Linked DNA regions of Mus musculus: regions 1 and 3 are each linked to region 2. The links are chromatin contacts, called in public HiChIP or PLAC-seq maps. All regions are on one chromosome and are shown on one strand. Each heading gives the region's core, a stretch centred on a gene start, on an enhancer-like site or on the middle of the called end of the contact. The rest is flanking DNA. Distances are from core to core; before and after follow the strand shown. Region 1 overlaps Hmcn1 (hemicentin 1). Region 2 holds the start of Hmcn1 (hemicentin 1). Region 3 has its middle 65 kb from the start of Gm41967.

The links. HiChIP or PLAC-seq counts read pairs in DNA pulled down with a chosen protein or histone mark.
Region 1: an H3K4me3 HiChIP or PLAC-seq map of embryonic limb bud shows a contact between it and region 2, with 3 times the contacts expected there. The contact joins the enhancer-like site here to the promoter of Hmcn1 in region 2. A contact is called at or near these places in 6 of 39 promoter capture datasets (embryonic stem cells, liver, stem cell-derived epiblast-like cells and 1 more), 6 of 484 Hi-C or Micro-C datasets (the MNK3 cell line, cerebellum, cerebral cortex and 2 more), 6 of 115 datasets of contacts at active chromatin or transcription factors (astrocytes, cardiomyocytes, craniofacial prominence and 3 more) and 1 of 9 other capture datasets (adipose tissue).
Region 3: a contact with region 2 is called in an H3K4me3 HiChIP or PLAC-seq map of craniofacial prominence, with 5 times the contacts expected there. The contact joins the enhancer-like site here to the promoter of Hmcn1 in region 2. A contact is called at or near these places in 18 of 39 promoter capture datasets (the 3T3-L1 cell line, 3T3-L1-derived adipocytes, the C10 cell line and 11 more), 4 of 15 datasets of contacts at CTCF or cohesin (hippocampal excitatory neurons, large pre-B cells, pro-B cells and 1 more), 95 of 484 Hi-C or Micro-C datasets (the AML12 cell line, the AtT-20 cell line, B cells and 55 more), 13 of 115 datasets of contacts at active chromatin or transcription factors (PVALB interneurons, astrocytes, bone marrow-derived dendritic cells and 7 more) and 2 of 9 other capture datasets (adipose tissue and embryonic stem cells).

Annotation. Positions count from the first base shown.
Region 1 is chr1:150,592,341-150,595,040 of GRCm38.p6, forward strand. Hmcn1 (hemicentin 1) reads right to left here. Exons shown (of 107, transcript NM_001024720.3): 96 at 1,572-1,693; 97 at 616-853. Among named protein-coding and RNA genes, the nearest start is that of Gm41967, 120 kb to the left of the region's middle. Within about 2 kb of position 1,416, at least 6 of the 459 cell types and tissues checked have an H3K27ac peak or open chromatin away from gene starts, as enhancers often do. A contact at or near this core is called in embryonic limb bud, where this site is marked.
Region 2 is chr1:150,992,102-150,994,801 of GRCm38.p6, forward strand. It overlaps Hmcn1 (hemicentin 1), which reads right to left and starts at 1,334. Exons shown (of 107, transcript NM_001024720.3): 1 at 683-1,334. The coding sequence starts at 950.
Region 3 is chr1:150,536,613-150,539,312 of GRCm38.p6, forward strand. No RefSeq gene overlaps it. Among named protein-coding and RNA genes, the nearest start is that of Gm41967, 65 kb to the left of the region's middle. Within about 2 kb of position 1,354, at least 32 of the 459 cell types and tissues checked have an H3K27ac peak or open chromatin away from gene starts, as enhancers often do. A contact at or near this core is called in craniofacial prominence, embryonic limb bud, nephron progenitors and 2 more, where this site is marked.

The DNA.
Region 1 (2,700 bases), core at 166-2,665, 400 kb before region 2:
CAGGAGTCTTGGTTGGGATGATAAACATTATGGCCACATTACTAAGTTCTAAGTGTTCTAAGGTGTATTAATGTGAATTCTTTTGTTTCCCCATTTCCTCAGTGTTATAGCTCTGCTTGACACATACATGTTGGGCCTTCCCAAAAGACAACATCAATATATTCAATACAGAGAATAAAGCACTTAAAGGAAGCTGCCTTGAAAAATCTAGAAATTTCTGATTAGTTTAAGCTGGGGTGTACTTTACATCAGTAATTTTGAATTTTGAAAATTCATCAATTAAGACAGTATTTAAAAATGGACTGTATTACCTAAAGAAAAACCCTTCAGGTGGATAACATTTAGTCCTGTCCAAGAATCTGGGTTAGGACTTTGTCTGGTTGCCTAGGTTGCCTGGAGAGGCATCTTAGTCAACCAAATGCAACTGAGTGAGCTTTACAAGGGCCTTCCTACAACAAAAACAGAATGTAGCACAGACAAAAAACCCAACTCCAGCATGTTAGACCTGGCCCTTCATATTCCTAATTTGAATGGCTTCAAGGCACCTATCTTTATCTTTCTAAAAAAAAATAAGACGGCAGCACAGATCTTTGGAGGTTCCCTTAACAATGTTACCTTTGGAAATTGAAGCATGGATTTTAAAACCCAGTGTCTCTTCTAGTTGGTTGTAGTCAGACTCTATGGAAGATGCATGAAGTGTCTCTACTAAGAAAGGCATTTTCCCCCAGGCCTGATCATAGAAAATGGTGTGGTTCCACGTATAGGGGATACTGATGCCATCGATGGTGAACAGACGAGTTGAGTAGGCATAGAGCTGACCGGGTCCTGTTTGAATGTAGTCCTCTGTGTAATCCTAAGGGAAAGGATTTGAGGGTCAACATTGCACCTGGAGTTTTGCATTCTGTTTAACATATGAGGTATGCTGGGGTTGGGGGTGGGGAGCAGGGAAGAAAGCCTTAGAGATTAACAATGGAGTTCTGAATAAGACTGTAATTACACAGTAGTGTTCTGGACATAACTCAGGTCGATTCTCATCTTTAGAATCAGGTTTGTAATTTTCTGTCACAATTTGTAAGTTAACAAGATGGTGACATTGTGGGCCATGAGTTAAAAGCTGTAGGAGGGCCATCTTCATTACTCTAAGCTCTCAAAGTATTGCTTTCATTTTATTCAAGTTAAAAATAAATAATTTTGAAGTGAAAATATAATTACATCATCCCCCGTTTGATTTCCTCCCCTCCCCCCCTTAGAGGATGCTACACAAAAACTTATTGTAGGAATCACTATTGCGTTTTATTTTTCAGAGGAAAATTTAACAAGTGGCTTAAATCAGCACAGCAGCAGTTCTGGCTCCAATACACCAGGTAATAAAACTACTCAGAGAGCTTTAAAAGCTGAGCCCTGGAGATTTTTAAGTCAAGACCAGATGGTTATTTATGACCTAGTGGGAGCAGTAATTTATCTCCAGAGCAAACAGTAAAAACCTAAGATCTCTGTGCTCGGTCTACAGGGATTTCGTTCGTGCTCCTCGCTGTCCTGTGATTAACCATGATGCTCTCGTAGCACGTTACCTTCACACCGACTTCAGCAGGTGAGTGGAGCTGTAGGACCTGGCCACTCACAATGACATCAAGCAGCAAGGCGCCGTCGGAGTCTAAGCCCCGAGCCACGTGTGTCATCCGCAAGACCTCTCCTGGGAATGACATTGCATTCATTTCCTCAGCAACGATAATAACAGTTATTATTACTATTATGCCTATGGTCTGTGGGAGCACAGAGAAGATTGATCTAATACCATGATGTTATTTCAAACATGGATAAATATGTCAGAGAACTAAGCAGAAAGATTCCCCGTTAAGAAAAGGCAAACCACTTGAATTGTCTTCCAAAAAGTCTTTCCATGTGGCCAAAGTGTAGCTTTCGATTTTGCAGAAGTCTCCATATTTTAGTCTCACACGGAACAATTAAGCATTTCTACAAAATTATTGCTTGTGAGATGGGCCAGGCAACTTTACCAGGGACCGGCAATACCTACAGACCTGGCTACGGGGTTTTGTCATTATTATCAAAAGGGCATCTTCGTATGCGGATGGATAGCAAGAGGCCCACTTGCTTTCTGTGCTGACTGAACACTGGTTAAGGAGACGTCCACCCTCATCATTCTTCACCAAAGGTCAATCCCACCAAGGCTGGCTCATTCCAAGGAGGCTGAAATGGAGCTTTGTGAGCACTTTTGTGGACACAGCAAGGGCCCCAACGAGGTAACGCCCAATGATTAGGGCAGAAGCAGAGGGGGAAAGTGTTAGTGTGCTTGGCTTTGCTTCCATCTGTTAGATCGATAATCACCGTAAGGCAAAAGAGCTGATTCACGATTAAAGACAAAGCTTTAACAAGAAGGATATATCTTCCTTCCTTATTCATGCTTTTAATCCTCTCTAAGGTTTAAGAAAAAAAAAGGCACAGAAGAGGAAGGAGTCTTTGGGACATAAAAATTACTATTCTGCCTGAGGACACAGTGGTGTAAGTGGTGTCTTACAGACCTTGTGCTAGCATTCATTGACAGGAAAATATAAAACTGTTTTCCATTATGTGTGTTAGAGTGCACCAAAAAACTCATAATAACTTTCTGTGAGAGCATACACCATATTTTTCTTAGTCGCCAAGATTTATAGCAATTTTTCTATACCTATGTCTGTCTCC
Region 2 (2,700 bases), core at 84-2,583:
GCTATTTTTCTTCAACTACCTTTCAAGAGCACAGACCTAGCAAATTGCATGCATTTGTACCGCCTGAGACATGAACATACTGTTTACACACATCGGTGAATCTAACTAATGATGACCCGGTGCCACGGTGAATAGATTCAGTTACAGAATGAATGGCTTCTGTCTTTCATTTTCATGCCTCCAGTTCCAATCCTAGCTGCTATTTACAGACTTGCTCATGTGCCCTGCAGCAGGTCTGATTTTCTCCCATGTGAGGCTATCTTGAGAGTGTGTGCTCGCTTGCGCTCAGTGCCCTGCTGCTGAAAACCCCATTCCTGTCCCGTGGCTGCCTTAGCAATTGAAACAGTCTTTAGCTTGAAAATGCAAGCAGGTTAACTCTGAGCTTGCTGCTGTTGCTACTACAAAGTCCTGGTTCTCATCTTCAGAGGACCACATTTCCAGGTCAGGGCACCACTGTTTAATCCCCCTAAACAAGCCATCTACTCACTCCATGGCTAAGCCTTGCTAAACTGAGATATAACCCCAGATGCCAGTAGGCAATTCTTTGTTACTATCGTATTCCGCTGCATTTTTTTAAATGCTTTTGAAACTTTCTGACAATATAACAAATTCATAGCATAAGAAATAATAGAATTATGAATCACCAAGCACAACAAATACAGAGAGTAAGTATTCCCCTTACCTGGATCATGGAAGGGCACCAAAGCAAAGTTGTAAAGAGGTCTCTTAGGTCTTTTCAAAGACGTCTCCAAAATTTTGGAAGCCCCTTCAATAACCTGAACTAAATCATCATACATGGACCCAGTCACATCAAACACAAAAGCCAGCGTGGACGCCCCCTCAGGAATCTCCTCAGCCCTGCTCTCAGACTGCGGAGTCCCATCTCCAGCTAGGGAAGAACGAAAAAGAGCCACCAGGAATACTGTGTGGACCACTTCCTGGGCAATCATTTTTTTCTTTTCTTTTCTTGTTTTGCTCGCTGCTTTTCTCTTTGCCCTAAGCTCCTAACCACTGTGCTTACTCCTCAACAGCAGGCAGAGGACTGGCTTCCTCTCTGGTGCCTCATCAGGCTTTTGCAGTCTCTGAACTAACTCAAAAGTTTTGGAGCGGAGAATGAGATGCAGACCAACCCGGAGCCCGGCTGCCTCCAGGAGCTGGGCTGGGCTGGGCAGGGATGCGGCGCCTTTTGTCCGGCTGGGTAGGTCCTGGGCTCTAAGCGGCCGCGTGCAGGGAGCTGCGAGTAGCCGAGCGCCCGCAGAGCGCGGGGTCCATGCCCTGGGGGACGCTGCGAGCCTGCGGTGCCGCCTCCGCCGCCGCGCTCCAGGCCAGCGACTGAGCCTCCCAACTTTCCACAGCTAGCCCCTTGGAGGCGAAGCCCGGCGCGACCTCTCCTTCTGATTGGCCAGCGGCCGTCCCTCCTCTGCTGGAGCCCCCACCCCGGAGGGCGACTTTCCCCCTCTGTGAGTTCCAAGTCTCTCCAGTACCGGGGAAGCGCTCGCAAAGTCAGCTCTGGTGTTCCCTTCAGAGCTATAGCCAATCTCCAAAACTCCAAGGTAAACAATGGCTTTCAGGAATGTGTGGCCCACTCCCAAATTCAAGGGCATCACATTAGCTAGCACAAAGGGAATTGGTGCACGTTTTTTCCCCTAATGTCTGTGCAAAGCTGCTTCAGACAACACCTAATTCCCCAGCCCACCCCAAGTGCAGAAGCTAAGATGCCCCAGCCTAGCTTCCTGTCCCTCAACCCAACATTCAGCCCCGCCAGAAGGGGGAGCTGGAGCTTTCTTTCCTCTAGGCTGCAGCTACAGGATGGATGGTTCTTTGATCTTCCTTGGGGAGTGTTTAGATGAGAGGAAGGCACGGAGTTGGGAGAGGCAGGGAGAGGGAGCTGTAGAGGCAAAGGAGAATGGAAGGAGATAGGGGGAAAGTAAGAGACATCACAAAGTCCCTAGCTGTGCTGTGGAACTGGGAAAGGAAACTGGGTATCAATAAAACATTGACGTCCAATAGAAAGAGCAGTGTTTGTCTGTCTGTCTGTCTGTCTGTTTGTTTGTTTGTTTGTTTTTAAAGAAAGAAAAGAAAAGGGGAGGGGAGGGGAAGGGAGGGGAGAAAAAATTCTGGGGGAGTTGAAATTTCGTTATCAAGATTCACTTTGCTGATCAGCCTAAATCCTCTGCGAAGCATGGTGATGCGATAGTATTCCCATTTCACATACCCTCCAGTACAACTATGTGTCACGTCTCAGGCAAAGATCCACTGAAATGTTGTTCCTCTCAATGACATTTTCCTGCCAAAACTTAAGGAAACTTTACGGTGGAAAACATTACAATGTTCTTCCAAGTCGCAATCATTATATACATTATAGCCGGATTAACAGATTTCAGAAGGTAAGCGAAGAAAGTCATTCATGCGCTAACCATTCTTTGTTCCCCTTTAATAAATACGCCCCCCTCCCCCAGGAAAGGGGCTATTGTCTGGATGCAAGCATTCGAAGTACAGCACTTGGGCAGCTTTAAACTGGGTTTGAGTGTGTATGAGACCACCCTCTAGCATGGGGCAGCCTGAGAAAGGGCCAGCTCCCACCAGCCTTTTATAATCTCCAACTGTCTTCTCTTTCAGACCCACCATCTGTGGAACTTGATTTTATGATACCTATAAGTCATGTCACTTAAAGGAAGCACACGGGCCATTTGGGCTGGT
Region 3 (2,700 bases), core at 104-2,603, 460 kb before region 2:
CTTACTGAGGTTTCCCTCTGTCGAGAGGACAAGCTGTAATTTAAACGCAGATGAGCTTGGTTGTGGAAGTCAGGCAAGTCAAAGGCTGTGGTAGCTAAGAAAAGCACTAAGATAAGCACTAAGTCTCTGCTTGGGGCCCAGACTCTGTGTGAAGCAATTTGTTTTCAGTCCTCAAGGGAGACTGAGGTGCCCGTTGGAAAAATAACTCCATAAAATACCCCAGAACACAGGCATACCATCTTGTTGGTGCTCAGCCTCCACCACACTTTCCTTTCTTGGGAGTCCTACTGGGATCACGTGCCTATTTGTCTAAGGCTTTTATTATTCTCTACATCCCTCAATTTTCAATACTTTTTAGATCTTTAGGCATGAATTTTGGTCACATTCATTCAACATGTTATTTTTTTTTTAATTATGGTTTAGACTGGAAGGTTGCTCTGTGTGTCCTGCAAACACACACTTTCTGTACAGAGGATCCTATTGGTTAAATCAGAACAATGCCTTGTATGTTCATAAGCAGTACAGCTGCTTGGCTTGGCAATTCACTCATAGGATGTTATACAATAATCATGTATTCCTTTTTTTCTTTGTGTATAGTATTGTACTTGTCAATGGCCTTCATTCTAGTATTTTATATATGTAAGCAACCTATTTTCATAGTATTTGTACCATCTCTGAGGATAGATTCTGATTTTCAGGATTCTTTTCCTATCATTAATGGTTTCAAAGTGGAATAAAGATTGCTGCTTTATTTAGTCTCATACACCTAGCATAGATTACTGCGCACAGATTCTAAAAATAGCAAATCCAATATTTTGAGTAGATTCCGAAGCAATTAGAATTAACTTACAAGGCAGACTATCTTAAATGTATCAATTCAGAGTACACAAAAGGCCACGAAGCCACCAACCTAATTAAATCTTGATCATACACAGATGCACATGGTGGGTTTCAGTGTATGTAGTGGGCTTAACAGAATTTTTTCTTGGCTTCCCATTGGTCTCCCATTCACTGCAGTATACAATTACTGAAGAGCATGCTATCTCATTACTTTAAATAGTCACGCAGTTACAGATGGTTGATAGTTTATTTTTAAATCTGTCATGTGATATATTCTGGAAGCAGGCATTGAACTTGGGAATATAATAGAATTTGATAACCTCAGACTTTTAATTAAATACTCAGTGGCCAGAACACTATATAACTAGTGCCTAAATTTATGCTAAAATGAAATTAAAGTTGTGCTTGGGTGAACATTTTTTGTGAAAATCCAGCTGTATTTGATTAACCAGTTAAGGGTTGTTATTTGATCCCTTGACTCTGTGAAGGGTTTTGAAGGAGTTGGCTGGGAAGGAATGTCTTGTAAAGACCAGAGACACATTTCTGGGCTGCTAGGGTCCTGCCTAAAACACTGCTGGGGAGACTCTCCTTAACTTCCCAAACCTTCAAGATCCTTGGCTTCAGTAGCTGTCTCAGTCTTACCGAAGCAGGATAGGTACGAAGGCCTGCTCACGGCCACCAGGTCCTTACCATGTGTGAGTGTAGCCCCAGTTTCCAGCCATAGACTCACTGGCTTACTGAATCTCATGTGGGCAATAGTTGGCTTTTTTAAAAAAAGACTAGCTGTCCAGCATTGATCTGTAGTTGGAGATTAAAATTACTTGCTTCTTGGCTATGATGACACAGGGAGAATTCAGGTGAACACTCGAACTATTGGAGAATTTGGGGATTTTCTTAGAATGCGTGAGATGTTTGTCTCCATTTCTCCACCAGATTATCTTTATTAGGCAAAATACAACAAGATATTTATTCAGTTGTGTATAAATGAAGGCTCATTTCCTTATCTAATATCTGGCTACTAGATTAGAATTGATGTAATAGTTTAAGTAAGTCAAGATTAGCTTTAGCTTAAAGGAAAAAAAAAGATTCATTTCAAAGACAATTTCCTCTATGTGTATTGTATGTGTATAGCAATTTATTTAAACTAGACTACATTTCCCAATTTTCTTCAATGAATAGTTCCAGGTTAGTATGGGCCACCAAAGATACTTCGTAGACAGTTTGGAAGACGGGATATAAACAACAGCCACAATATTGTTCTGCTTGGATGGCCAGGCAGCCTACACACATGGTCCTGGATCTGTCTGCTCATCTTGGCAGTGGCTACTGGACATCATTAGCCCCTTGGTTTCTACACCTGCACCAAATGCACTGTTAGCTGGATGATGAAGGATGCTTCTGTAGGCTGTTAACTCTGATGCAGTTCCACAGGAGGCTGGAGGGGACCAACATCGATCACTGCTCTTTTTAAATCCACAACCACCTTTCCCTCTCCAATGTATCACCTACTGACCTCAAACACAGCAACAGATGTTGAAAAAAAAATGAAAAAAACTTAATTGTGTTTTTCCAGTGCCTACAATTACATGTAACCAAATCTTTACAATGCACTCCTATTGAAAAGCTAACCACAGCTGGATTCACTTTTCTGAAGAAAATGTCACTCATACAATCGGTATGTATTTGGGTGCCAGAATTCCTACTTCTAAGGGAGTTTAGCTCACAAGGTACCAACTAAGGGTCTATACTGACACAGAAAGACTGCTGATAGATGAAGTAACAGGAAAATAAAAAGAATCTGAACAGAAACAATCAATGCTTTCCTAATTTTGGTGACTTTCAAGGGTTCTTTTGTTATGG